Linked DNA regions of Mus musculus: regions 1, 2, 3, 4, 5 and 7 are each linked to region 6. Evidence: chromatin contacts called from public Hi-C, HiChIP or PLAC-seq and promoter capture Hi-C data. All regions are on one chromosome and are shown on one strand. Each heading gives the region's core, a stretch centred on a gene start, on an enhancer-like site or on the middle of the called end of the contact. The rest is flanking DNA. Distances are from core to core; before and after follow the strand shown.

Region 1 (3,392 bases), core at 461-2,960, 610 kb before region 6:
ATACAACCTCAAGAGTAAATAAATGGATGCCCCAAGGCTCAACGGCACTAACAAAAGGTTGTTAAAACAGCAACCAGAAAAAACCTCCCATGGCGTTCAAATAACATCCTCCCCCCAAAAAAGTAAAACGTCTCATTACTGCCCTACCTTTTAACCTCTCACAACCCCCCCCCAATGAAAAAGTTACAAAAATTTAATGAGACTATTTTAAGAGCCTCCAAATCAAGAGAGTGGCTTCCAAATATACTTTCGAAATACCTCATTTAATTAAAATAATATTTAACAGGATCCAGCTTTACTTTTCCCAAGCATAGTTCAGTGGACTTTCTAATGGCCTCTGTCACAAAGATCCTCGGGTCTCCCCTGTTTTCTCTATATAAGCCAAGTCACCCATTTTTGATCAACAGAGGTACCATGCATGTAGCAAAAGTTGGTAGGGAGTCGACTGAAAGAGACTGCGGGGTACAGGAGCCACTCATTATATAACACTTCCAAGTATTTGTACATCACGTTTATTAACACCATCACAGGTCAACTATACAGAGACCAAACATTGCAAGCAGTGGAAAGAACTTATAAAAATTGACTTAGTGGGTAACCGAAAGGGGAAATCGAGGGGTTGAGATACAAAATTCTAAGCAAGGTGGTTTCAAAACCAGCGTCTCCAAGATAATGGGCGGGTTCAAACTTCTTGCTTAACGTAAACTGCCTCTCCCCGGCGCTAACAGCAAGTATTACAGCTCTTTTGTCTGTGCAATGACCAGCCAAATTAGAGCAGAAAACCAAAACAAAACAAGAAAACCCACAAGGTAGGTGCACAGAGCGATCGTTACCGGGAGCGGAGTTCCAGCTGCCCATGGCCACCAGACATCAACTTTCACCCTGATTTGCTTTAGGCAACCGGAGGCCAACGTATGAGGGGAGAGAAAGTGGACAAGGGACCAAAACACAAGTTTGGGGACCAGCACCAACTTAGAGCGACAAATCCGGGTGTTTATGGCCTACTAAGAGGTGGGAATAAGACCCACACACTCGGACTCGGGAGGGATCCCAGTTGCCGGAATGAGGCGGGCAGAAGGGCAGCGCCAGCCGCTGACGAAGGCGGCCAACTGAGGTCGGTAAACAAGCCGGGCGGCCACTCTCCCTCATCCTCCGGGTTGTCCCCGCGCTGGGAAGCCCAAGATGGACGCGCGGCCGCGGACAACCCCGGGCCTGCGATGCGCTATCCCGCAACGCTGCCGCCCGGAGGCTCGGCAGCCTGCTCCCCGCGACGCCCCGTCAGGCCGCGGTCGACCCGCGAGGGGCCTGCGGCGCGGCGCCCCCAACCCAGGCCCGGTTACCTGGCGGCCGCGGATCCTCCTCCTCCCCGTCTGACGCGCGGCGCCCGGCGGCCGCGGCGGCGGCGGCGACTCCCGCACGGCCAGCGGCGACGAGCCGAGCCCGGCCCCTCTCCGCCTCCCTCGGCGCCGCCGCCCACCCCGCTGCTGCCGCCTCCGCCCTCCCGCCTCAGTCAGGACATGTTCTCCGCGGGCCCGCGCGCGGCTCCCAGCGGCCCGAGGGGCGGAGAGGCTGCGCGGAGGCGGGGGCCGAGGCTCGGGGACAGGGGCGGAGCGGTCTGGGGACAGCCTCGGGCGCAGAGGACTCCGAATGGCGGCGGTCAGGACCCTAGAGCTAAATAAACCCCGCGGCGGCCGCACAACGTCAGGAACTGGACCTCGCTGCTCACCGTCCTGTGATTGGTCCCGAGGCCTCAGGAGGCGCAGCCAATAGGCGACCGCCTCTTTCCCGGCGCAGGAGCGGGCCGCGGCCGTGACGTCAGCAGCGTGCGTCCTGATTGTGAGGCTACGGCGCGCGCGGTCCCGCGACGCGTCCTCCCGGGTGAGTGTCTTCAAGTCTAAGTGCAGGATGCACTTGGGAGGTGGGAGCCTTCTTCCCCTGGCCGCCGGCCGCTCTTTGCTGCAGAGTCGCCAGCGCTTTGAATCAAGCGTGAGTCACGCATCTGTTTGCTAACTGGGAGACCGCTTGGCCGTTCCTTCGGCGGTTTAAAACAGTTTTTAAAATTTCAATAATTTGACCCAGGCTGTCATTCTGGGGCTCAGGCTGGCCTGGAACTCTTAAACGATATTCCTGCCTCAGCCTCCCCAAGAGCGCTGAGATTACAAGCCTTGCTTACTTGGCATTTTATTTTGTTTTCAGACGAGGTTCTCTTGTAGCCCGATTTATTTCTAACCCCTCTAAATAGCTGAGACTGATCCCGAACTCTTAAACCTCCGGAGTGCTGGACTTACGCCACCACTACTCTTAGCTTCACCTAGCCCTACTTCAAACTTTTTCAAAATGTAAACTGCTTTAAAAGTAATGTGTTAAAGGCCGTAGAAATAGTTCACTGGGTAAAGTTGCCAAGCCTGACAGCCTGAGTTCCATCCCCAGTACCTACAGAGTGGAAGAAGACGACTAACTCCCACAGTTGTTCTCTGGGCTACACACAAAATAAATAAATGTAATTTTTAAAAAGATAGTAATATGGGGGGTCTGGAGAAACGGCCAGCGTGTAAGAGCACTTACTTCGGAGAAGCAAAGTTCTGCTCCCAGCAGCCACTTCAGTGGAAGACAGTCACCTGTAACTCCAGCTCCAGGGGGTTCAGTGCCCTCTTGTGGCCTCTACCAACACCCACACTCACTTGCACAAACACATAATTAAAAATAAAAATAATTAATTAGTATCTTGAAGGAACATTAACAGCAATCTGGGAGGGCATTTAGTAATTGTTTGGATACCTCAGATCCAAAAGGATGACCGTGTTACTTGAAGTTTGATGTTTCCCAAACTTGAGTGGGAATTCACTTTGTGAAGCTGTCTTTGGTGTCTTGAGTTATTTGCATAAAATGGTATAAGACAGCTGTACCATGGCCATCAAAAGAACAGTACTTTGTATAACTTCCCCTCACCAACATCTTTCACAACCAGTGGGGTGCTTCCTCTCCATAGCCATTGCTATGGAGTAGAGGCCTTCAGCAACCCCCACCTGGTCTGAGAACTTATCCATAAATTAAGTTTAAATGGAAACAACAACACAAAACAACACGTTCTCAAGGATATAATTAATTCATTTGTAGGTAGGATCCCACGCTATTATATAAAAACAGTAGTTCAGTTGACCCTTTGGAAACACTTTGTTTAAGCACTTCCTCTTCCTGAATCAAAGCTTTACAGCATGCTGCCTCCAAATAAACACCAATCACACGGTAAGATGTCCAAGTTGTAGTTTATTTTAGTCAGAAAAGGGATAGGACTCAGAGGAAGCTTTTAAATTTGATTTAATAAATGTCTTGTAAAAAAAAAATCTGCACCAAGAAATAAACACAAAGATAAGGAAGACCATCTTAGTGGT
Region 2 (3,884 bases), core at 433-2,932, 770 kb after region 6:
TGTCCCATCTCACACCGGCCTTAGTAGGGGCACGGACGAGACCACCGGGTGCGAGTAGTAGACTGGGTGCGGGAAGGTGAGCAGCGGCTGGCTGACTGGCACCGGTGCCCCCGCAGCCGCTGCCGCCCCCTCGGCCGCAGAGTTCTCGTGGTAGAGGATGGGCACGCGTACGATGCGCTGCGCAGCGGCGTGGCTCAGGTTGGCCGCCTCCAGCTCGGCCGCCAGCTGTCGCTTCCACTTGTTGCGGCGATTCTGGAACCAGATCTTGACCTGCGTCTCGGTGAGGTGAAGCGACGCGGCCAGGCCAGCGCGCTCCGAGCTGCTCAGGTAGCGTTTCATGTCGAATGTGGACTCGAGCTGGAAGACCTGGCTGCGCGAGAAGACGGTGCGCGTCTTCTTTTTGCGGCACGCCGGCTTCTTCTCGGGACTCTCGGCGCCCGCCTTCCAGTCCTCTGAGCCCGGTGTCGCCGTAGTCGCCCCTACGGTCGTCCCGGCCGCGCCAGGCACCGCCTCGCCTTCTTTTTTGCCTTCCTCCGAGTCGCTCTCTTCCAGAATGATCTCGTCCGGGCTCTTGGAGTCCAGCTCCTTGTGGTCGGGGTCAGCCTTGAGCAGAGGCTCCGGGGAGTCTCGATCGGTGCCGGACGCAGGGGAGGAGTCTCGCAGGAGGGCCTTTTCCGAGGCTGGGGAGACAGACAAACGGACGCACACACAAGCACAGCGACACAGCCTTGAGCGAGGCAGGGATCTGGGAGCACCAAGCGCAACCCACACGTTGGCCTCGGGCTACTGGCCCTGGGCCTCGGTTCTCCCGTGTCCCCGCTGGGCTGCAGTGGGGCAGAAAGATCTAAGATCTCTTCGCCTTTCTAGGACTGGCCAGGCAATGGTGGGATCAGGGCCGCTCCTTTTATCTCGCGTTTCCCACGCCAGGGGCCAGCGGGAAAATTCTCCACTGCTAAGGTTCAACCCTGCCTTCCAGGCCTCCCCCCCACCCCCCAAGGCCATCCCAAGCCACCCATTCCTGCTGGAGGACAATTTTTTTCCGGGAATCGCAGAGCCCGGGCCTCCAACTGCACTTCTTTTCTCAGCAAGTGGGATTGGTTTCCTTGGCCTCGTAGCCGAGCGGCGCAGGAAAGATGCTGGCTAGAGGCCGAAGGAAGTTAACCAAAACTCTGGTTGGCAGGTGTCGGGGCATCCCTAACTGCAGTGACACCATCTCTGAGAGGGAATGTGACCGGCCCACAGGGAAAGAGGGGAGAACGAAAGTTCAAAGAGAGGTCGGTACCTTCTGGTCGCGGGAGGTGACCGCCGGCGGGGGTCAGGGTGTAGGGGTACCACCAGGCCGGGGAGCGCTCCAGGTAGTGCGCGGGCAGGGCAAACCTCTGCGCTGGGATCTCAAAGCGGGGGAAAGCCAGGTCGCCCACCTGCGAGAGCGCGAAGCCCGCGGCGCCCTCCAGGGCACCTTTGGCTGCGGCGGCCGCAGCGGCGGCGGCGGCGGCAGCAGCCGAGGCCGGAGCAAAGAGCGTTCGTGGGGGCGGCTGAGGCTTCGGGGGCGGCCGGTGATGGTCTCCGTTGAGCAGGTTCCTGATGGAGAACGGGGATTCCTTGGGCGCGGGAGGTTGGGGCGGTGGCTGCGGGGGCGGCGCGCTGGCAGTGCCCGAGGCGTCCGGCCCGGGCTCCGGCATGGTCCCCAGTCCTCCGGGTCCCACGGAGGGCGGGAGCGGGACAGGCGGGCGGCGGGCGGCGGGGCGAGCAGGCTAGGGGCCGGAAATCAGACCATAAACGGAACTCAACTACGGGGCTCAAAGTCGGGGGCCGCCCCGGGCGCGAATCGAGCCGCGGGAGGGCGGGGTGGGGACCGGGCCGGGGCGGGCTCGCATGGGGGGAGGGGTCCAGAGGGGCGGGGAGCGGACCTGCCTCTGCGCCGAGGGAGCGAGGGGGCCGGTAGGAGCTGCGGCTCCCCGGGAGGAGGCTGCGAGAGCGGTCCCCGGCTTGGGGATGCGTCAATCCGGCGCCGGATGCTAATGATGAAATCAAAATGTCATCCAAGTTAAATGCGGGGAGTATACGGCGATTGGGCGCGTACAATGGCAAATGGGATTAGGCCGGCCAAGGCGCAGCCGAGCCCAGGCCCCGCAGCCGCCTCCTCTACCGCCCCCTCCTCGCCTTCCCTCGGATTTTGGCGCTTTGGCTTCGGGCTATGAGAGCCCGCCTGTTATTGGCTTTATATAGTCCAATTAGGCAGCAAATGAGGACAAACCTATTAGCACAAAAGGATATTGGCTCTCGCTAAAGAGGCACTCTGAGAGCTCCCACCAAGCGGGAGGCGCGCGAGGGACCTCAAGAAGGAGACGCCCCCGGCGGGCCGGAGCGCACGGACCTGCTCCAGTCTGGAGCAAGCACCTCCCTCTACCCCCTGCAGCTCGGCTGCGGGCTGGCTGCTGTCCGGTCTGCCTGAGGGGGAGGGGCAGAGCAGGCTGGCCTGGGTCACCTCCGGGTTATCCGCGCTAGCAGCGGCCGCTCTCCCACCCCTCCCGGCCTGGCAGAGGCCAGCTGCCCCACGCGGCTGGAAAGCCTTGGCCGTGCGGGTCCAGGAAGTAGGGCGCCTCCCCGGCCCCGAAAGAACTCAGTACTTTCTTTCCCCAAACCTGCTAATCAGGGTGCGGCCAAAAAGAGCTTCCCCGCTCTTCGTCTAGTCGAGAGTCTGCCGACTTAGGAATCCGCGTAGCCTTGGCCTTTGGTCCTGAAAATGGATGAGTGATTCTGAATCTTTCAGGAGTAGGAGTTGGGTATGCGACTCTGTGCACGCGCTTCCCCTGTGCAACTGTCGGGGTAGCGGTGTTTCCTCACTGACAACTGTACTCCGAAGGACACCGCTCTTTTCTTGGTGACTGTGTCCGCGGCTCAAAGATCAACTTTAAGCCTGCGATCTGAACACAGCACTTTCCCCCCAAAGGGTGGCATTTGGAACTGCCTAATGCTTTAATATAGGCGCCAAGAACCGAAGGCGCAGAAGAGTACCTTTCTCGTTTGTGACCCTGGCAACGACACCTGCAGCATGTCCCAAGGGCCTCCAAGTCCCTGGAGAATCTCGGCGGGCCTCTGAGGAATAGCTGGACTCATTCGACCTTAACAGCTCCCTGGGTCAAGCAGGAAGCCGGAGAGACAATCAGTTCAATTCTAGATTTCCATGGGGTCCTTTCCCCTGGTGATAGTTCCTTGGCCCGAGAAAGATGACAATTTGTTCTCAGCCTGGATGAAAATCCCTTCACACCTGAACTTCCTCCGCCTCAGCCCGTTCTTTATCTTTCGGTTGAGTCTTGCCTAATTCAAGCTCCTCTTGCTTACCTAGCGCAGCCTGGACAGTTTTGGGTCCCCAAATGAGAAGTAGGTTTATTTTATTTTTCAGACCTAAGGCACCAGAACCGCCTCTACCAAGTCTTGAAGGTCGTATTTAAAGTTTTGACATCCACCCTCGGTAACGAACCCTACTATTGCCTTGTAAGTAGCGCTTCTATAAATGGTTACTATTATTCCTTTGATTTCGTATAAGGCTTTACTGGAATGCACAGGGGCGCATCATCTAAAATCCGAGTTGGAGCCAATCACAGCTCCGAGGCTCAAGCAGGGTTGGTAATACGCTCAGATTTTATAGAGAAAAGGTGTCCAGAGAGGAGGCTGTACCTAAGACGCCCAAACAGTGTGGGACAAGCAGCGGCCACCCCCACCCACCCACCCAAAGCAGAAATCGTTCTTCTTGAATAGACGACATCGGTTCGGAGCTCACTGCTTGCGCACAGCAAACCTGGCGGCCCACTAGGCTGAGGAGGCTCCCAAGGGTATGTGCGGGTCTGGTGAGGGAGAAGCTGCAGACGTGTGCACGCTTG
Region 3 (3,930 bases), core at 511-3,010, 950 kb after region 6:
TACAGAGTAACAGGGCAAGACACTGCAAAGGCCTTCTTGCCACCGGCCGGTTTCAGGTTTACCCTGAATCTGATCTCCTTGAGCTGGAGAATCCTATGGAAAACTACTCAACTCCACTCTAGGAACCAAAGGTCAGAATGGCCAAGATAACGTATCTTAGCCTTTGTTGAAACTGCTTGTTTGTGCGGAACCTCCTCCAGCTAACTGTTCTTCTAAGTTGCTCATTTGTTCAGAACCCTCCTTGGTGGCTGGCTAACAGCTCATCTTAGCTTCTGTTAAAACTGCTTACTCCGTAGTGCTCTGATGCAGCAGCCAAGGGAGATGCCTTCGCTTTAAGGTCTCTTAAAATCCCATGTTCTGGACACTCAGGGGCTATACCTAGAATAAAGACTTTCAATTGGTTGTGCACTCTGAGGGGGCTCCCCATACTAAACAGAACAAGAATGATGACCACTTAGAATGTGGGGAATTTCTTTTAAAAATATAAATTGAGCCTTTTAGAATTAAAGGTTACTGTTTCTAGATTTTGTTTATACTGAATCTCTGATTTCTCTTTCAAACTTGATGAACACATTATACATACACTCTGGTGACTGTCTATAGAATTCAATCATCTTTTTCTTGATGACATAAACACGTTTTTTGAACAGGGGTACACATACAGACTAAAATGAAAATTAAAGCAAAACGTTTTTTCTGAGCGATGAACAAAAAGTTCTGGGACAAAACTAGGTTATGGCTGAACAAAACTTCCCCAGAAATTATATATAAGGCCTCAAGCACAACTTTAAAATTCAGGTACTCCACATTTCTGTAAACAAATTTCTCCCCTCGCCTCAATAGATGTTTAAATTATCTACACAACCCACTTCAGGAAGATAATGGGGGTGGGTATGGGGTGGAACGACAGCCGATACCTAGCTTTCTTTCCAATGAGTATAAAGTTTCAAGTCCCACTTGTCACCACAGAAAGTTTGACCGTACAATGTACTTCTGAAGGGACCAAGGCCCATTGCCAGTTTTTGTCAAGGTTATGAGTGAGAAACCTTAAGTCGCAGCTTTGAGCCTCTTGGACATTTTTAACCTTGAGAATTCTGTCATTTAGGACGTGCAAGCACGCTCCACCGGGTTCCTGAGGCTCGGAAGCCGGGTCTTAGTGGGTTCAGTGTTTAGTGCCTTCGGCCACTCAGCATTATTCTGCAATGCTAAGCGCCGCGCTCCACTCTACAGCCCACGGAGGTGACCTGAGCAGTGAAACAACGCGATCAGCCGTGGTCGCACTGCTTCAAAAGCAGCCTGCATGGCCTTCACTCCACGGGCTGGCGCAGGAAGGGTCCCCGGAGTCCTCTTCCGAGGACCTCGGATTGGGAGCTGGCTTTACAGGCTGCTTGAGCCAAGGAGACCGCACCTATCTGCTTTGGTACCACCCTCAGGGTGCCGACACCGCCCAGGCGCCACCCCACCTCCCACCCTAAAGCGTCGCTGCTTTGCCAACGTGGAAATAAACCCCTGGGTTCCCGCGCGCAGAGCACTGCGCATGCGCGCGGCACCTGCCCCAGGAGCGGAGGAATTCCGCGCACGAGCCAACCCCTGGCTCTTTTCCGCGGAGATTTTAAACCAACTTCTGGAAGGGAGACGAACACGCATGCGCACGTGTGGTGGTTGGGTCCCGGGATGGGAAGGGTTGGAGTGGGATGGGGTGGGGTCGGGGGAAGAACCGGAAGTTGTGCTGAACCTTCACCTCCCCTGGGCACTGAAGGAAACGCAAGCTCTGCGAGAGAGGTTCCGACGCCGCCTGGGTTGGAGGAGACAGAATGGAGACCGCGATCGAAGACGCGGGACTGGACCGCGGCCCGACGCTGACCTCGTCCTGGGATGCGGCGTGCGGGGCGCTGACCCAAAGCCTTTTTCTTACCCGGACTGGGCCACGTGCCCAAGACTTGGACTTCGAGCAGCTACTGGAGCCGCCAGCTCCGAGGTGCGCCGGGCCAGGGCCGGGGTCGGGTGACAGTCACGCTGCTGAGGAGCCGGGAGGAGGACGGGAGCCGAGACGGGCGAGGGAGCCGAGCGAGGCCGCGGGGACGGCATGGGGGAGAGCGGTGGTGCCTGGAGGTGGGCGAGGCTGCGGGCAAAGGGTGCGCGCTGGGCCGGAGAGGCCGGGAAACTCGTGTTCAAGATGCCCTCCTGTTACAATCCTCCTCGCCCCCCACCCGCGAACGCCCCCAGTCTTCTATTTGGGGGGAACAAGAACCACGGCGTCTTGGAAAAAGACACATGGTTGTTTTAACATTCAGTAAACGCTTTTAATTGACTGCGAATGAATTAGATAGTTGAATAGGCTGTCCACGGTCTAGGAAAAGTGGACGGGAATGAATGCCCTGACGCCTCAAACCTCTGTTCCTTATTAATTCTGTGAGAAGTATCTGTGGGTGATGGGGAAGGTTCTTGGTTCTCATGGCAAGTAGAGGTGAGTTTGAAAGGATTAATGGGTTATGCTTCTACTCGGAAAACTTATCTCTGTGATTTTTTTTTTTCAATTTTCTTCTCAGCCAGGATCCGGTTAGTCTGAAAAGCAGCCTGAGCCCCCGAGATGAAAACCCCTGCTTCATTTACCTGAACTGTGGCCCTAATGGGGGTGAAGAAATCCTTTCGGTTGGCGTTCTGAGTTCAGCAAGAAACATGGAAGTATACTTAGGAGAGGAGTATTGTGGAACCAGTCGAGGCAAGACTGCCTGCACTGTCCTGGATGACAGGTTTGTGACTTGTCTAGATGAAAGTGTTCATATGAATCAGTGTCTTTATTCTCAGCTCGTAATGTTTGTGGATTTTCTGAGACTGACAGGACAGGAGTCATTAGGGAAGAGAAGTTAAAAACATGCCAATAGACATAGGTTAGACCACTAAGCCTTCCAACGGCAGGGTTGATGAGCAAGCTTAAAAATATGGAGATTTCGGGCTAGTTAACTGGAAGTGAGTTGGCGGGTCACTGGTAATTAGTGGAAGAGCTTTATTAGAATGCAGTCCAGGTAAGCATTCTTGTTCTCACGTATCTCAGCAGGATCTGTTTAACAACCATTAGACATTCTGAAACTGACTCTCTTCCCTTCTAGAAGGCTCCTTGTGATTGATATATCAAACTAAGACTGTCACGGCAGCCTATTTACTGACCTATTAAAAGATGGACAGTTTGTGATTTTTTTTTCCCCCCAGTCTTGTACAGGGTTCTGCCCAGATCTGTCCTGAACATAATGCATGCTCTAGGTCCTGCCTGTGTTGGAAAGAATAGTAGTGTTTATAGAGCGTTAAAGTATGCCATGTGCTCCCTCGTTCAGTCCCCCATATAGCTGGCAAGTGGTAGGTACTGCTCCTCCACGCGGTGCAGCGCAGGCAGGAGCCCATTACTCCCTGTACCTGACCAGGAAAAGGGAATCTCTGAGATGAAGGAGTGTCCCGAATCATTTGTTCTTAAGTATATGTTAATGTTTACAACCAATGGCTGTTAAAAATGAATTCTTTTATTTTAGTGAACATGAAAAGATCTTGTTATACAAAAAATACCTAAAATTGGATTCTCCCACGCATGCCTGTAAAATAAAGGTGAGTCATCACCAAATTTAAGATTTAAGGTTGATCAAATTGTTTTTGTTTTTGTTCTATACACACTTATTTTCTCTTGGTTTGGCAGTACAGTAGTCTAACATGGTCCCTAGGTTTAGTCCAGAAATGCTTAGTTAGCTAGTAAAGGGGTACTGTTTTTCTAAAAAATTATTAATCCTTTAAACATTGAAAATCTCTTTAAAGTGTGATAATTTCCGGGGTCCATCCCATAATCAGCCACCAAAAGCAGACACTATTACATATGCCAGCAAGATTTTGCTGAAAGGAGCCTGATATAGCTGTCTCCTGTGAGGCTTTGCCAGTGCCTGGCAA
Region 4 (3,818 bases), core at 600-3,099, 910 kb after region 6:
ACAGAGCCTGGGCTCTAGATCCAAGCAGTTTGGCACCAGAACTTAATTAATTAACTACCATGCTTCAGGCAAATTTCAGCAAAATATACTATTTTTTATAAAAGAGATCCAAAACCTACGCAAGACAATAAGGCACAAATCTAAACAAAATACTTCCGTGGTATCTCCGACCAAGGAGAAGCAGCAGTAGTTTTTGTCAAAGTCACCTAATCCTTTGTCTGAAATCGCTACATCTCAAGGTTAAATAGCTACTTGTTAAGAGGTTCATGCAAAGTAAGAGAGACTGGAAGCTGGAAGAGCACCAAGGGCTTGTAGGCTAGAAAAACAAAGGGTGGCCAAACTCAACAACCCAGACAAGTCTGCTGGCTACATTATTATTAAGCAACAATTATTAAACAGTATTAAATAATAATCACAAGAACCCATTTCTAATCCTTTGTGACAATACACTAACACAACTTTATTAATTTCCTAAACACCCCAAGCTTGTAAAACAATAAAATAACGTTAATTATCTACAATGTGAGGCAAAGAGGTGCAGACTTGCTTCACCGTTTACAAGCTACTTCCTCTCATCAGTAGCTTGTAAAACCGGGAATAAATACTGCAGGATTTTGATTGCTCGCCAGAATAATGGGTGAGACTTGAGACTTAACATCTGCCCGAGGAAATTTTAAGATTACTATTTAGCTGGAGGGTTTCCAGCTAACTACAACCACAGCAAAGGCACCCAACTGTCCTTTCACTTCAAAGTTAGCTAAATGGGCTCGTCAATCGCCTAAGTAGAGAAACATCCTCCAGGAAAGCTGTCTCTTTCAGGCACCTGAAGAAATAGCACCAAGTCCAGCTAACGTAGGTTTGCTCATGGTTCAACCCATTGCCCCCTCTGACTGGTCAGAGTGTCTTCTGTTATTCTGACAGATGCTGTCATCTGCACTGTACTGTGTGTCCTAATTCCAAGCTCAGGAAATCCGAGAGAGCAAAGGGAGGCCAGAAACATCCTGGTGAGACAAGAGGCTGGCCTCAGACCAAGTTTGAGGAAGAGGACTAGAATGGGCTTTTGGGCTCCTCAGAATCTAAGGGAGCTGGTCAGATCCCCGCAGTGAGATAAAGCCTAAGAAATTCCTTCCCTGAATGGTTAAGACCCAGAAATATGAGAGGTCCCTTCCAGCTGGGCTGCTGAAGGGAAGAGAGTGTCAATAGGCTCGACAAGCAGGCCTAGATTTTAGTCATTAAAAATCATCATTATCGGTTGGGTGATGGTGGCGCACGCCTTTAATCCCAGCACTCGGGAGGCAGAGGCAGGCAGATTTCTGAGTTCGAGGCCAGCCTGCTCTACAGAGTGAGTTCCAGGACACCCAGGGCTATACAGAGAAACCCTGTCTCGAAAAAAAAAAAAAACAAAACAAAAACAAAAACAAAAAAAACCCCAAAAAACAAAACAAAAAAATCATCATCATCATCCGGGGAAATGTGGCATGAGCTGGGACGGATCCTGAAGGAAAACCAGACGGAGGTGAAGGGTCTGTGGAGACCCAGCCCCAGGCTCAGCCCCCTCCACCAGCCTCCCAGACCCCCAGCCCATTAGGAAAAGATGACGTCGCCAGGAATCAGTGTGGCCACAGGCCTCCTGAGACGGTCGCTTCGACCGACCCCACTCACCAGCCCGCCCATACGCCACAGCTGGAGCGCAGAGACCGCCATCCTCGCTTCGGGCAGGGTGGCCCTGTTAAGCTCGCAAGGCTTTCCACGAACCCTTGCGCAAGACTCCCTCGGCCTGGCAAGCTCGGGCCCTGCCCACTCCGAGCATCCGCCCCTCACACACCCCTTTGAGTCCCCGCCCACTGCCGCCTACGGAACCCCAGGAGAGACATAATTCTCTCCTTGCTCCCTGCAGCACGCTCACGCGAGACTTGGGCAAGGCGTGGGGCGGGCGGGAAGGGAGCGGAGACACAACAAATATGGCGGCTACAGCTGCGACGCTGACGAACGCTGAGGCGGTGGCGGTGGCGGCGACGGCAGTGAAAAGGGCTGTGGGGATTCCTCGGTGCGGTTGTCAGGAGGTGAGTCACGGGGGGCGGTCAGCTTCCACGGCGGCGCTACGGTTACTCAGGGCACGTTGACGGAATGGCGGAAGGTAAAGTGCCGGGTTCATTGCTAGCCGGCTAACACCGCTTTCGCCTTGGCCACAGCGGAGGGTCCTGCGTGCCCCGTGGGCTGCCAGCGTGGTGACTCGGGACTCTCTTGGGCTCGTAAGTGACTGGGTGCGCCGCCCGGAGGCTCGCGAGCGAGTCGGCGCCGTCGGGCCGCAGCTCGGAGCTCAGGGTGGGGAGCTGTCTCCGGCTTTGACAGGTGGCGATCGCAGGGAGCATCCCTGTGTAGTGCATTCTCGGGGTGCCAAAGTCGACCCCAGCAACCCCGGTGTATCCTGGATAGGGTGTTAACCCCGGGCTGCTGTTGGGAAGGAGTTTTCTTTCTCTCATGACCTGGCGTCTACTGCCTGTACTTTCCAATGTTGGGAACAGGTGAGGCTGGGGAGGATCTTCCGACTCATTCAAGATTTCTGTCCCCGATCGATTCATCATCGATCGACTGTCGGGAATGTTCTTGGATGCTCAATGTGGCTCCTCCTCAGCTAAGCGTCCAAGTGCTGTCTGTCTAACTGTAGATCCTAAGTATAGTCAGTGGTAGCTGCCAGTAACCACATGGCCTCTTTAATGACTCCTTTGTGTGCTGGTCAGAACCGGACAGAGGAGTGAGAACGGACATGAAGACTTCTGAAGTTGTGAGGTCCAGGGAAATTACACTTAGAAGACACAGCATGAAAACAGCTGCTTAAAACATCTGGACTACTTGTAAGACTTTGTCTTGAGTTTATGTTGTCTTCAGCACAGCTGAGGATGAACGTTTTCTTGGAAGTTCCTTGCGGGGGAACTGGGATGTTTGAAGTTCTTTTCCTGTAAGGGTCCCGTGTTTCCCAGGAAACCGTAACTGTTGTACTGTGGGACACTGAAGATGGGCTTCAGATATGCCGTGGTTGAGTCCTGGTGGTTGTTACATATATTTCCCTGGCGATAGAGCTAATGTACTTTTATGTGCAACTGGACTTATTCAGCAACATTAAGCCTGGCATCTCTTGAAATTAGCATATTATATATGAATGGCATTGAAGTTTTTTTGTTAAAAGTAAATGACCAGTGGCAACATGATAGTAACACAAATGGCTAGGATGTAATTGTGGGCCACCAAGCTTGCCCTTGCTTTTTTTTTTTTTTTTCAGTTAATGATAATGACACACAAATTATGTTATTAACTTGTTACTAAGCCTGTAGTCCCTAGCAAAGTTTTCACTTACGTGTCTTTCTTTGCAGACTTCTTGTGGCTTTTGAATTTTAGTTGAAATTCCCTCCATGGCCTTTTGGACGCCTTTGTTGTATCTCCAGAGTAAATTTCAATTATTCAACATTTCAGCAGTGTTGCCGTGGAAAGTAAAAAGTGGAGCTAAATTGGGGTGAACAGGTTAGATTGTATCATTCTTTTTTTGGATTTCTTCAGATGTGGCTTCATTTCTGTTTTCCTTTTTATGTTTTCTGACTTCTCAGAAGAGCCTTATCACAGTGTTCATGCATTCAGAGTCTTTAGCAGACGGGAACTCAGGAATTGTGTTCTAATTCTTTTTGAAGGTCCATGTTACTCTGTATGAACTAAGTCTCGTTTGTCAGCCTTTACTAATGTAAATTCTCTTGGAGAGTAAATCTTTCAATGACCATAATCAACAGGTTATAGAAGTAAACACAGCTATTGAACAATAAAGAACT
Region 5 (3,502 bases), core at 941-3,440, 760 kb after region 6:
GCTGGCCTCAAACTATCTATATAGCCGAGGCTGGCCTTGAATTTCTTATCCGCCCGCCTCCCCTTCCCAAGTGCTGGGATTCCAGGAGCAGCATCACACCTGGCTCAGATGTGCTTCTCAGTCCACTCGGATTGCTCAAGCTGGCCTCTAGGTAGCCACATGTCTACACCCCCACCATCGCTTTCCAGTATACCTACATCCAATACAGGGCAGGCAAACAAAGCTCAGAGCGCTTTGCACGTCTTGGGTTCCATTCCAAATCCTGCCACAGTGAAATCATAAACCTCTTAAGAAATGTTTTTACACAGCCAACTGAAATACATTCTCCTGCTAAGAACGCAAAGGCATCACTAAGATAAATATGACGGGGCTACCGTGCTCCATTTTTAAAATGTACTTTTTTTTTTAGCCTGTGAAAAGACCAACCTAAAATATCAAACTGTCCAAAGAAATCCTGACAAACCGGACCCTGAGTCCAGTCCGCTGCTTAAGACTTCTAATAGTGACAGTCAAATGCTTAAATGATGCTTCCACTAGACACTTAAGACAGTGCTCAGGGGCTGGAGAGATGGCTCAGCAGTTAAGAGCACTGGCTGTTTGCTCTTCCAGAGGTCCTGAGTTCAATTCCCAGCAACCACATGGTGGCTCACAACCATCTATCTGTAATGAGATCCAATGCTCTCTTGTTATGTGTCTGAAGATAGCTATAGTGTACTCTTATAAATTAAATAAATAAATCTTAAAAAAAAAAAAAAAAAAGACAGTGCTCAGAAGGGGCTTTACTGCAAAATTCAGGTTCCATTTGTGGTAACTTAATCCAATTTTAAAAGTCTATTATCAAAGCCGTGTTCCGCCTTCACATAAGTACTGAAAACACCTACTCTTCTTAAATAAGCATTTCTACACAAATACACTAGTAAAGAAAAACTGGTAAAATGTAGCTATATTAATACCTTGATCAGTGTTCAAATCGTGCATTTTCAGTTGATGATCTAATCCACCACTCCAGGCATGCGTTGGATCCTACAAAGCAAAATTTGGGTTTGATTTTTTTTCTTTCTTACTTTTTTTTTTTTTTTTTTGGAAGACACTATGTAGCCCTGGTTGGCCTCAAAACTCAAGAGCTCTTCCTGCCTCTGCCTCTGGGATTAAAGTTGTGGCCACCACATCCTCCCACCCCACTCTTACATTTGGAGCCAATTCAAAGTTACAAAGCTTTAGCAAGCATTTTCAACATTGCTATTTCTACAGCCAAGTGTTATGTCCAGTGTGACAGAAACTAAGAAGCAAACAAAAATGCAAGTTAGTGATCTCCACAAGGAAGCAAATACAAGGTGGACACCAGGAGTTAAGGCTAAATTAGACAACATTCATTACTTTTCAAAGGATAGCTAAAAATCAGTCTTGCTGCTAACTTCAATTATCTATGTCCAGAAAGTTTACTCAAGTCTGAATTTACAAATGGAGATTGAAATTGCCACGAGAGAAGAAATAAGAACACAAACCATTGTAGTAGGCTTGATGCCAGGCTAAAGGGAAGAATTCCCGAGTAGTTATGAACTATCAGAATTCTCGAACCGTGTATGAGATGCTACTGGCAAGGCCTAGGACATCTCAGTATTAAGGGGACAGGAGCAGAAACTGAATCCACCTACGTAGAAGGCGCAGTCCAGGACAGCACCAGTGTGCTGGTACTTGAGCCTCATGGAATTGGCGGGCACATCGTAGAGGCGCACAGACGTATCCCAGGAGGAGACCAGGAGGAACTGGGATGTGTTGGGGCTGAACTTAACCGAGGAGATGCCATCCTCGGGTGGCTGGTTCAGCTTGAATTCGTTCGAACCGGTCATCTGTAGAACAAAACGCTAAGTCTGAGTTCCTAACCGGAGCAACAGAGGCCGGCCACGGCCTGCGCCTGCGCGAGTCCCCCTTGATCCAGGCCGGCCGCCATCCCGCTTCCGCCGAGCTCCACCCGGCCTGGCCTCCTTCCTTGCCCGCAGATCCCCATATAAAACACAATGGACCTCGACCGGATCCCTCTGTGCATCGATGCGCCGGCCACGGGCCACAGATCCCGCTCCGCCCGCCCTCGCCCGAACCTCTACCTCCTGTCCGCCTAAGCAACGTTTCTGCACCGGCCACTACCGATCCGCTTCCCTCCGAGCACTCGCAGGCAAAGCGGAGAAGGCGGAGAGGAAGCTCCGGAGCAGGCCTATCATTGGCTGATTTTGAACGCCAACGGCTCGATCTCGGCAGCTGATTGGTCTGATTTACTGCTTGCCTCATTTTCCGCAGTCATCCTGTTCCGGCTCAAAGGGAAGCCGCGTTTCCCCCCCCCCCCCCGTTCACCGGGTCTCTTAGTACCTCCACGCCGAGGTTACATCTCTGGAGCTGCGGAGGGAAAACTACAACTCCCAAGTATGCTCAGGTCATGAAGGCGTTCACGCCCGCCCACAATTGTATGCTGCATGCTGGGAGTTGTAGTCTCCCTGGAGCTGCTTGCCTGAACATCCACAGACTAGAAGGCAGAAAAGAGATTTTATCTAGCTCTTGTGACATCCTTCTCCTCTATCTCTCAGACACAGAATTTCATTTTGGTTGATAACTACTATAGATATAAATTAATATTTTCTTTCTAGCCGTGCACATACCCCTGGACTTAATCCAGACTAGTCATACTGAAGAATAATTTCTAGTCAAAGGTACTATTTGCTTTTATTTTGCTGGGTTATCAATTTGTGAACTAGAGACTCATTTCCCTTGAGTTCTAGTGATCTCATTTTTATCGTTTCATCTCTCCACAGTTTTCAAGCACCTGAATGTCAGGCCTCTTAAGCAGCTCTGGGAATACACACTCAGTCAAACTACTCCTTGCTTTAGAAGAGTACCACACCCATAAGGGTGAACAGAGCAGGACACAAATATTTCCAATCTTTAACGATCAGCCAGAATCTCTTAGGAATGTTCATCATAGGACCTAGCATTGTGACTGTCCTCCCTCTCCCACCTTCCTCTGCATTATCATGGAAGTTGCAGGCTCAGTTTGCTGCACTTTCTGTTTCTAGAATCCTCTAAAAAATATGAGAATCAAAAGGTTGTTTTGGTTCTGTGAGAGAAAAGCAGTACTTAACAAACAACATAGTAGCATACTGACATGCAAAATGTTACTGAGTTTCTAATTAATCCTTGGATACAACTTCTTTTTCTCTGTCCCATCTTTTTGAGACAATCCCTTTTATTTTGAAATTGTTGCATGAAGTAGGAAGTTGTCTCTAGTTTTAAACTACTTAACTTTCAAGGTACATTTTTAAAAAAAAAGAAAAGAAAAGAAAAGAAAAATGATCTTGCCGGGCAGTGGTGGCGCAGCCAGCACTTGGGATGCAGAGGCAGGTGGATTTCTGAGTTCGAGGCCAGCCTGGTCTACAGAGTGAGTTCCAGGACAGCCAGGGCTACACAGAGAAACCCTGTCTAAAAAAATAAAAGTAAAGAAAGAAAGAAAGAA
Region 6 (3,609 bases), core at 506-3,005:
CTATTGCACACCCCCCCCCCCCGTCCACTTTTGTCTCTTACGTAGGAATTGCTGAAGGCCTGAGCTCCAGCTGTCTTCACAGACCTACCCATCCATTCTTCTCTCCCTGTCTTCATTCACACGAGGCAACTGGGTGTTGTCAGAGCTTTTTGGAATAACAGGCTAATTTTTTGAAGTTAATGTTGAGGGGGGAAAATTAAAAAAAAAAAAAAAAACCCTTCTTCAGGTAAGCTCAGGAACATATATAATACCTTGGAAAGTCCTGGTGGAACTCATATCAAAGTGGCCCAGGGATTTTACTTAAAAACAATTTGTTCCCATGTCAGCTGTGATTTCTGACACCTGAATTTGAAAGTCATCTGGGTGGGCCCAGCGCTATCCCCATAATGGGGCATGTATTGGAAAGTCCCCATACGTGTGGCCCAGGGATCATGTTCCACACACTCTTACAGGAAGGGATTTCCTCCTTGCTGTTTCCAAAGAACCTTCACTGTGTTTGCTTAAACCGGCCGCATGCCCTGGTCTGACAGCTGCCTGGCCCAGGACTTTGCTTGTAGGCGCCTGCACAACCCACCCTCTTAAACAGCAACCTGCACTGTGTCCCAGTGCAATTACTCGAATATATAAACCTTACTGAAAGGCAGTCTTTTCTCCGGAGCTAATAAATAAACCCCAAAGCCACAACGTGTGTAAGACCATGAAAAATGGCATCATTATCTATTGGGAATTGTGAACTCTGCAAAAACCAGCTCATTGTATTTTTAGAAAAAAAAAGGTTTTTGTTTAAAAAAAATAATAAAGACCTCCAAATCACTAAGCCAAGTCTACATGGGGGGAAAAGCAATCCAGTCTACCGACTGGGAGGGCAGTCTCACTGCTTCATTAATCTTTCTTTGCAGATTTTTATATAAGAGGCAGTATTTGTTGGGAAGCTAGACAGTGGTTTTTAAGAACTCCCCTGTCATCCAGGGTTCCTATCTGCAGTCGTGACCCTCTGATTGTGACCTCTGACTCAGTCGCCGTGGATGCTGAACCAGAACTCTAGGACTTTGGGGGGTGAGGTGGGAACCTCAAACAAGACTGAAAGGGGCTCCCGTTCTCTAGAATCACCTTTAGCACATATGCCAGCATTTTACAGTTAGGGAGCATTTTCCCGGTTGCTTCAAGAAAGAAGATGCTGGACTCTGGCCATAGGAACGTGGGCAGACCCAAGACTGTGGCTTCTATCCTATTCCCCAGAGTCTGGGGTTTGGTGCTCCAAAGGCTGTCCCGAACAAGTCTTAAGAGTTTAAGGTGTCATATTTTATGTTAACTGATTTCATCTTCAGCCCACAGCCGATCACTGGAGCCTTTCCTTGAAGCAGTCCCAGTAGGCCACTGCGGCAGTGGTACTCGGGGTCCTGTAGAACCTTACCTCTCAGAAGAAGCAAACCTACAGGGCCCAAGAGCTAGGCAGCCTTTGTAGAATGCAAAAATACAACAGAGGGCGCCGAAACCACTCGCGTCAGTGGCCTTGAATATCAATGTATGGGCTGTCTCTAGACTGCCAAGTTCCTTAAAACTGTTTCTGGTAGCCGGGTCACTGCCACACACACCAGGTTTCGGTTTTGTCTTGTCGGAGTCACCGCAATACACAAACTGTATTTACTTGCTGGGCGAGGGGGCGGGGACCAAACCCACCGCTCAGCAGGGCGCGCACGCCTTGATCTTGCATTCCAGACTCGAGCTGATGTGTGTCAGCGCGACATGGGGCGGGGGGAGGGTTCTGTTCAGAGGTTTCATTCGCCATCTGCAAGTCACTCCCAAACTTTTCCTCCCAGCGCTCGGGGAGTCAGGTTGACGCGCCCTGGGTGCGGGGTGCTAGGCGCGGGGCTGGGCGCGCGCTCCCGCGGAGTCGGAGCTGCAGAGGCTTCCGAGATCGTCTTGGGCTTTTCAGGTACAAGTTGGGCTCTGGGTGACTGGGCAGGGGGTGGCGAGTAGCGGCGGGCGGAGGTTTGGCTCTGGGTCCCGGTGCCCCTCTGCGGGTTCGCCCAGGTTGGCGGGGAATGGGCGCTGGGAGTCCGGACCGCCAGGGCTGTGTGCAGCTTCACTCCCTGCGCGGAGGCTCCGGACGCGGAGGCGGCGGCGGCCCAGGCAGACAATGAACTTGGAGCGCGCCGAGCTCCGGCAGGTTTGGGCCCGCACCCCTCGGTCAGGCCTCCTCGCTACAGGCACGGTCCCCTGTAGGAGGCGTCCTTTTCGCTGCGCGGTCCTGGCCGTGCTCTAGGTGCCCAGCACGCCTGGGGACCCTGCGGGAAGGACTACCGGTGGCGGAGCCGGGGCTCACACGCCCCCTCCCTAGACAGAGCGAATGTGGTCCGAGCTCCAAGACAGAGGACCGGGTGCTGGCGTGGTGGCGCTGTGGACAGCTGGAGGCCGGCGGAGGACGCACGCCGCGGGGCACGCACCGGCTAGCTGTCCCGCAGAACCGCCCCAAGGAGTCAGAATTCGCGCGACCCTGGGTCGGCCAGGAACTGAGAGGGAAGGACGACTGATATAAGGCCAATGAATAGACAGATCGGCGATTTTCTGGAGCGAGCTCTCCACAGGCAGAGCTGGGGACCGGGATTCCCCTAGTCGTGTTCACTGCCCCTCCCCCGCACACTTTAGGGGAAGTTTCCAGGCGTAGCCTGGGGCAGGTACGTGGGCATCTGCCACTGTCTCTGGGTACCAATCGGAGCCGCCTCGGGAATCCGGGCTCTAGCCGCACTGCCGCTCTGGGTGGGAAGGCTCGTGTGGGTCTCGGGGAACAGCCCCAGGCGTCAGCGTCTGTGGGAGCAAGATTCCCGAGGAGACACCGTGGGGACAGGCCTGGGAGGAACCGAGGGATCAGTCTCAACTTTTTTTACTCGCCGCTTTTCCCATCGTCGCTGTACCCTAGTCCCCGAAGCGGCCTGACTAGGGAGTCTCAGCTGTGTCTCCCGCCAGCTGGGGAGCAGAGAGCAGAACGAGGCAGCTCTGAGCTAAGCCGTGGGGGCGGCGGTGGCGGGTGGTGATGGTGGAAGCCGAGAAGGCAGGGGCCCGGACGCGAGGAGCGACGCTGAGGATGTTGATAGCGTGCTAGTCCGTGGGGCTGTGTGCTCCAATGGAGTGGAAGCGGGCGTTGTGTCTGGTAGCGGGTCTTGGCGCACTTGCCCATGTGGAGCCCGGGGGATCCTGGATGGCGGCAGGGCGAGGGGAGCCAGACTGTGCAGGGAATGAATGGAGAGCAGGGGAAGCGCCTTCTTTCTCCTTCTGGCGAATCGATTGGCCGGCTTGCGCTCATTTGTGTTCACGTTTAGGACTCCGAGGTCCCGCGCACCCTCGTTTTGACTGCCCCACCGTGGTCGAGTGTCCACGTTGCCTGCCTGCCTGCCTGTCTGGATCCGCTAGAGCGAGCAACCCAATGCTAGGGCTGGTTTGCTTACTGCTAGGCTACTGGTGGCTGGACGTGGGCACCTCTAGTAAGCGCGCTTTGTCCGGGTTGGAACCTGGGGGTGGGAGTGGGGGTGGGGCACCTTGTCCTAAGTCTTCTAATAGATCTGCTGGACTCTCACTGTGGCGAGTAAGTTAATGGCATGGAGTTTCCAG
Region 7 (3,679 bases), core at 194-2,693, 540 kb before region 6:
ACACTTAGGATTGGGGGTGATCAGGAGTTCAGGGCCAGCCTTGACACTATCTCAAGACAACAAAGAATAAATAACAAGTGAAGAAACGGAACTATGGCAGTTTCTAGAAATACTGTCCAAGTTTCTTATCTTTATAATAATCTTGTCTTATACACAAACTATGACATTCCTAGGTACTCTCTAAAACAGAATAAATAAGCACCCTGAACTCGTAACTGCAGTCCATGGACGCTAGGAACTTTACAACCACTTACAGTATTAAGAGCTAGCTGCAATACTGAAGGCTAGTAGGTCAGAGCTGGCTTTAGGAAAAAAAGCAGAACAATGCTGAATATATTCCTATCAGTAATCTCTGCCATCAACACTGCAGAGATGAAAAGAACAGTAAATTCATTCCACTCAGTATACTCATGGAATCGCCTCTCAGAATCAGTCTTTATTAATGGAATCGAAGATCAGTGACATCAAACCAAATCCAGTTTCCCTTCTAACTACTGTTTTTATAATGACAACCACAAAAAGCCCCATCTCTTATTCAATGAATTTAAATCGTTCACCAATAACAACAACACACACACAAACCGCTAATTGGTGGGAGAGTAATGTCCTGTAAAAGCACCTATTTCACAAATAATTTCCAGAGGTCAACGGCATTGAAAGGCAATTCGTAAAATAAAGACACCGAAGAGTCCTATGGACTCCATGGCCTGTACATTTCTGATCGCTCATAAGTGGGCCTGTCACTTCCCTCTTAAGACAAGTTCCGGGGATTAGAACACTCGCTGAGGAACTAAACAGGCAACTTTGAGGAAGTGCAAACAAGACTCTGCACCTAACGAGCCTATTCACATTCTCCATTTTCCACTGGGGTGAAAAAAAAAAAAATCCAAACAGCCACATCTGATAAGTATGAACGGTGACAGACACGACGACCCGTGTGGCCGGGGGTCAGAACTTGGATCCTCTCCTAGATTACAACCCAGACCTTTGAACTCCATCCCGACCCAAGGCACTCAAGTCTGGAAGCGCGATTCTCAGCGAGGGGTAGGCACCCAGTTTTGGCTAGGCGACTCCTGACACTGGCGGGGCCGGGCGCTTTAGGTCCTTTGGACTGAGAACAGCTGTGCCAGGACCCGCCCGAGGCCGAGAGCGCCAGAGAAGGGCCCGCGGGGTGCAGGAGCTGGAAGGGGGCGGGAGCCGCCTGGGTCACCAGCTCATCGGTTTGTCCCGGGGATTGAAGGCCGAGCCTCCAGCGGTCGTCGCTTGGCCGCAGGCGCCGGCCTGAGGAGGAAGCCGAAGGCCCCAGCGGCCACGGCAGGGGGCCCGGCACCTACGTGGTCGGCGTTGCTGTTGGCGCTGTGGAAACACACAGCGCTGAAGGTGTAGCCCGAAATGGAAGCCGCCATGATGGAAATCTCCACCTCCCCCATCATGCCCCGCGGAGGGTGCACAGCCTTCCGGACGCCCCGCCGCTGAGCATCCTGGGAAATGAAGTCCTCCAAGCTACTCGAAGCTAGGACAGGGAAGTAAAGGATTCCAGATCAAAGAGAACCAGCACCTTCAGTTTTGTGTGTTCCTCAGACACCGGCCTGTCTGTACAGCCTTGTTATAATCCAGTTTGTCCCTTCTGCAAATGAAGTTGAAGGATGGAAGGCCGGAGATGATTCCAGCAATTGAACAGGTTGAGATTTGACTTGGGAACAGCATGATGTAATTTCAACTTGAACAGACCACTTTGCCTGCCTGGTTGAGACTAATGCGTAGGAGAAATGGAAGGGAAGGAGATTTACAATAATCCCCACCTGGTGCAGTGACAGGGGAATTATGGTCAGAAGTAGTGGAGCTGGTAAAACGATTGGATTCTGGACTCAAAAACAATTCAAATATAAGTCGTGTAAGGGCAGAAGGGTTGCATGTCGGAGGCCAGCCAATGAATGCTACATAGACTTGTTTCAACAAACAACAAAAACAAAAACCTTCAAGTTTGACAAAAATCATAGAAGACAAAAACAAATAAGTAGCAATGAATAAACTATCAAATTTAGAAAGAAAAAAAAAAAGGGAACTATTTCTTCTGCAGCTTGCTAAGACTTCAGTATTCCTAGCTGGGCTCCTGATTTCCCTACAGAGCTACTTCTCACTTCTTTTCCAAGTTCAGCAAATAAAACTGTTTATGACAATTACTCAAATCAAAACCTTTGCAGCTGGGGCTGGAGAGATGGCTCAGAGGTTAAGAGCACTGACTGCTCTTCTGAAGGTCCTGAGTTCAAATCCCCGAAACCACATGGTGGCTCACAACCATCCATAACGAGACCTAGCGCCCTCTTCTGGAGTGTCTGAAGACAGCTACAGTGTACTTGCATATAATAAATAAATAAATCTTAAAAAAAAAAAAAAAACCTTTGCAGCTAGCCTTAACAACTTCTTTTCTCTTGTTCCCTACATCAGATCAGCTAAAACGATCTTCAAAAAAATACTGAGTCCTACGATTCACTACCAGCACATCTGCCACCCTGACCCAAAACACCATTTTCTCTCTCCTGGTTATGACAACTTCTCAGAGTCCCAGTTGGTGGCAATTTTGCCCTTAAGGGATGCTTGACATTGCTAGGAGATATTTTCCAATGCCAACCCCAGGGGAAGGAGGTAAACTCAGGAAAGGCCTCATAACAGAATTAACCAGTCCAAAATGTCGAGGTAATGAAGTGAGGCTGTTGACCTGCAAATATATCCTCAACACAGTCAGTGAAATGATCATGGTAATGTTTAGATATAAGGTGTCAATTATACCTGGCCAGCCTCCAAATCCTACGCCGACATGCCCTCCCCCTGCATTCCTGCTTCTGCTACCCTGATAGACTTGGCTACAGCTACAACAGTAGCCTTTTTGCTTTCTGGAAGCACTGAAAGTTCATCAGGTCATAGTGCCTTTACATATGTCCCTTTCCTCTGCCTGAGATGCTGGTCTCTTGGACAACTATATAGCTCACTGTTTTATGCCTGCCCTGGGTGCTTTGAAAGGCCACCCAGACCTCTTCTTGCAGGACTGATTGATTTAGCCTGGCTGCTGGGGAAGTTTTCCATTGACAGCTCCCAGTTCACATCTCCTGGAACTATTCCCTGTGAGAGAGAACCTAATTTTCCAGCTCAGTTAGTTTTCTTATCCAGTTTAAGACCACCTGCCTAAGTGCCACCCACAAAGAGCTGGGCCTTCCTACATCAATTAGCAATTGCTGGAAATAAAATCCGATGGCTCACTTTTCAAAGGTGTCTCTAGCCAGCTTAGGTCCAGCTAACAGTGAACAGAAAACAGAAGGCCCTTGCTAATGCTTGATAGTCTAGCTAAGTACCCCTCCCCCAAATGTTAATAAGCTACTCCCCCCAAACTGAAAGTTTAGAGTATAAAAAAATCTCAAACATCCAAACTTTTCTACAAGATCATTCATTGGTTTGATATGCTTTAAAATATGCAAGATGTGAAACATGGAGATAGATCCAGACATGGTTTTGGTTGTTAGGACTATATCCTTTTAATTATTAAAAAAAATAAGAAAGGGTCATTCCTTAGGGTTTGTAGACAGTGTTCTGCATTCAGTAGGCTTGCTATCATAGGCTGACACAGAAATTTTCCAGGTTGCAAAATAAACTGCTTCATTTTCTCTACTCTGAGTTACCAGTA

Evidence for each region. Promoter capture Hi-C pulls out the DNA fragments that hold promoters and counts their contacts. A called contact is a pair of places that touch in the nucleus more often than the background predicts. HiChIP or PLAC-seq counts read pairs in DNA pulled down with a chosen protein or histone mark.
Region 1: an H3K27ac HiChIP or PLAC-seq map of microglia shows a contact between it and region 6, with 7 times the contacts expected there. The contact joins the promoter of Zranb1 here to the promoter of Chst15 in region 6. A contact is called at or near these places in 1 of 39 promoter capture datasets (pre-B cells), 3 of 484 Hi-C or Micro-C datasets (CD4 T cells, CD8 T cells and embryonic stem cells), 5 of 115 datasets of contacts at active chromatin or transcription factors (embryonic stem cells, large pre-B cells, memory CD8 T cells and 2 more) and 1 of 9 other capture datasets (liver).
Region 2: a contact with region 6 is called in an H3K4me3 HiChIP or PLAC-seq map of embryonic stem cells, with 12 read pairs. The contact joins the promoter of Hmx3 here to the promoter of Chst15 in region 6. A contact is called at or near these places in 2 of 39 promoter capture datasets (embryonic stem cells and pre-B cells), 18 of 484 Hi-C or Micro-C datasets (Th1 cells, embryonic stem cells and muscle stem cells), 9 of 115 datasets of contacts at active chromatin or transcription factors (embryonic stem cells, large pre-B cells and stem cell-derived neural progenitor cells) and 2 of 9 other capture datasets (adipose tissue and embryonic stem cells).
Region 3: a contact with region 6 is called in an H3K27ac HiChIP or PLAC-seq map of extraembryonic endoderm stem cells, with 9 times the contacts expected there. The contact joins the promoter of 2310057M21Rik here to the promoter of Chst15 in region 6. A contact is called at or near these places in 2 of 39 promoter capture datasets (hippocampal neurons and pre-B cells), 1 of 484 Hi-C or Micro-C datasets (muscle stem cells), 3 of 115 datasets of contacts at active chromatin or transcription factors (embryonic stem cells, extraembryonic endoderm stem cells and large pre-B cells) and 2 of 9 other capture datasets (adipose tissue and liver).
Region 4: an H3K27ac HiChIP or PLAC-seq map of extraembryonic endoderm stem cells shows a contact between it and region 6, with 4 times the contacts expected there. The contact joins the promoter of Acadsb here to the promoter of Chst15 in region 6. A contact is called at or near these places in 1 of 39 promoter capture datasets (embryonic stem cells) and 4 of 115 datasets of contacts at active chromatin or transcription factors (embryonic forebrain, extraembryonic endoderm stem cells, large pre-B cells and 1 more).
Region 5: a promoter capture Hi-C map of embryonic stem cells shows a contact between it and region 6, with 3 times the contacts expected there. The contact joins the promoter of Bub3 here to the promoter of Chst15 in region 6. A contact is called at or near these places in 2 of 39 promoter capture datasets (embryonic stem cells and pre-B cells), 6 of 484 Hi-C or Micro-C datasets (Th1 cells and embryonic stem cells), 8 of 115 datasets of contacts at active chromatin or transcription factors (embryonic stem cells, large pre-B cells and stem cell-derived neural progenitor cells) and 2 of 9 other capture datasets (adipose tissue and embryonic stem cells).
Region 7: a contact with region 6 is called in a Hi-C map of CD8 T cells, with 2.9 times the contacts expected there. The contact joins the promoter of Abraxas2 here to the promoter of Chst15 in region 6. A contact is called at or near these places in 1 of 39 promoter capture datasets (pre-B cells), 4 of 484 Hi-C or Micro-C datasets (CD8 T cells, cardiomyocytes and embryonic stem cells), 2 of 115 datasets of contacts at active chromatin or transcription factors (embryonic stem cells and large pre-B cells) and 2 of 9 other capture datasets (adipose tissue and liver).

What each region holds. Positions count from the first base shown.
Region 1 is chr7:132,929,494-132,932,885 of GRCm38.p6, reverse strand. It overlaps Zranb1 (zinc finger, RAN-binding domain containing 1), which reads right to left and starts at 1,710. Exons shown (of 10, transcript NM_207302.3): 1 at 1,341-1,710. It overlaps 1500002F19Rik (a long non-coding RNA gene), which reads left to right. Exons shown (of 2, transcript XR_003946678.1): 1 at 1-1,878.
Region 2 is chr7:131,540,761-131,544,644 of GRCm38.p6, reverse strand. Hmx3 (H6 homeobox 3) reads right to left here and starts at 1,682. Exons shown (of 2, transcript NM_008257.3): 1 at 1,283-1,682; 2 at 1-680. The coding sequence starts at 1,682. The coding sequence ends at 10.
Region 3 is chr7:131,360,556-131,364,485 of GRCm38.p6, reverse strand. 2310057M21Rik (RIKEN cDNA 2310057M21 gene) reads left to right here and starts at 1,760. Exons shown (of 6, transcript NM_026655.4): 1 at 1,760-1,978; 2 at 2,550-2,753; 3 at 3,525-3,597. The coding sequence starts at 1,815.
Region 4 is chr7:131,408,632-131,412,449 of GRCm38.p6, reverse strand. Acadsb (acyl-Coenzyme A dehydrogenase, short/branched chain) reads right to left here and starts at 1,849. Exons shown (of 11, transcript NM_025826.4): 1 at 1,663-1,849. The coding sequence starts at 1,704. Ikzf5 (IKAROS family zinc finger 5) reads left to right here and starts at 1,972. Exons shown (of 4, transcript NM_175115.4): 1 at 1,972-2,063.
Region 5 is chr7:131,559,058-131,562,559 of GRCm38.p6, reverse strand. It overlaps Bub3 (BUB3 mitotic checkpoint protein), which reads right to left and starts at 2,190. Exons shown (of 8, transcript NM_009774.4): 1 at 2,106-2,190; 2 at 1,656-1,850; 3 at 954-1,023. The coding sequence starts at 1,850.
Region 6 is chr7:132,315,374-132,318,982 of GRCm38.p6, reverse strand. Chst15 (carbohydrate sulfotransferase 15) reads left to right here and starts at 1,755. Exons shown (of 8, transcript NM_029935.6): 1 at 1,755-1,936. Gm10584 (predicted gene 10584) reads right to left here and starts at 3,319. Exons shown (of 1, transcript NR_028578.1): 1 at 692-3,319.
Region 7 is chr7:132,856,989-132,860,667 of GRCm38.p6, reverse strand. It overlaps Abraxas2 (BRISC complex subunit), which reads right to left and starts at 1,443. Exons shown (of 9, transcript NM_198017.3): 1 at 1,335-1,443. The coding sequence starts at 1,433.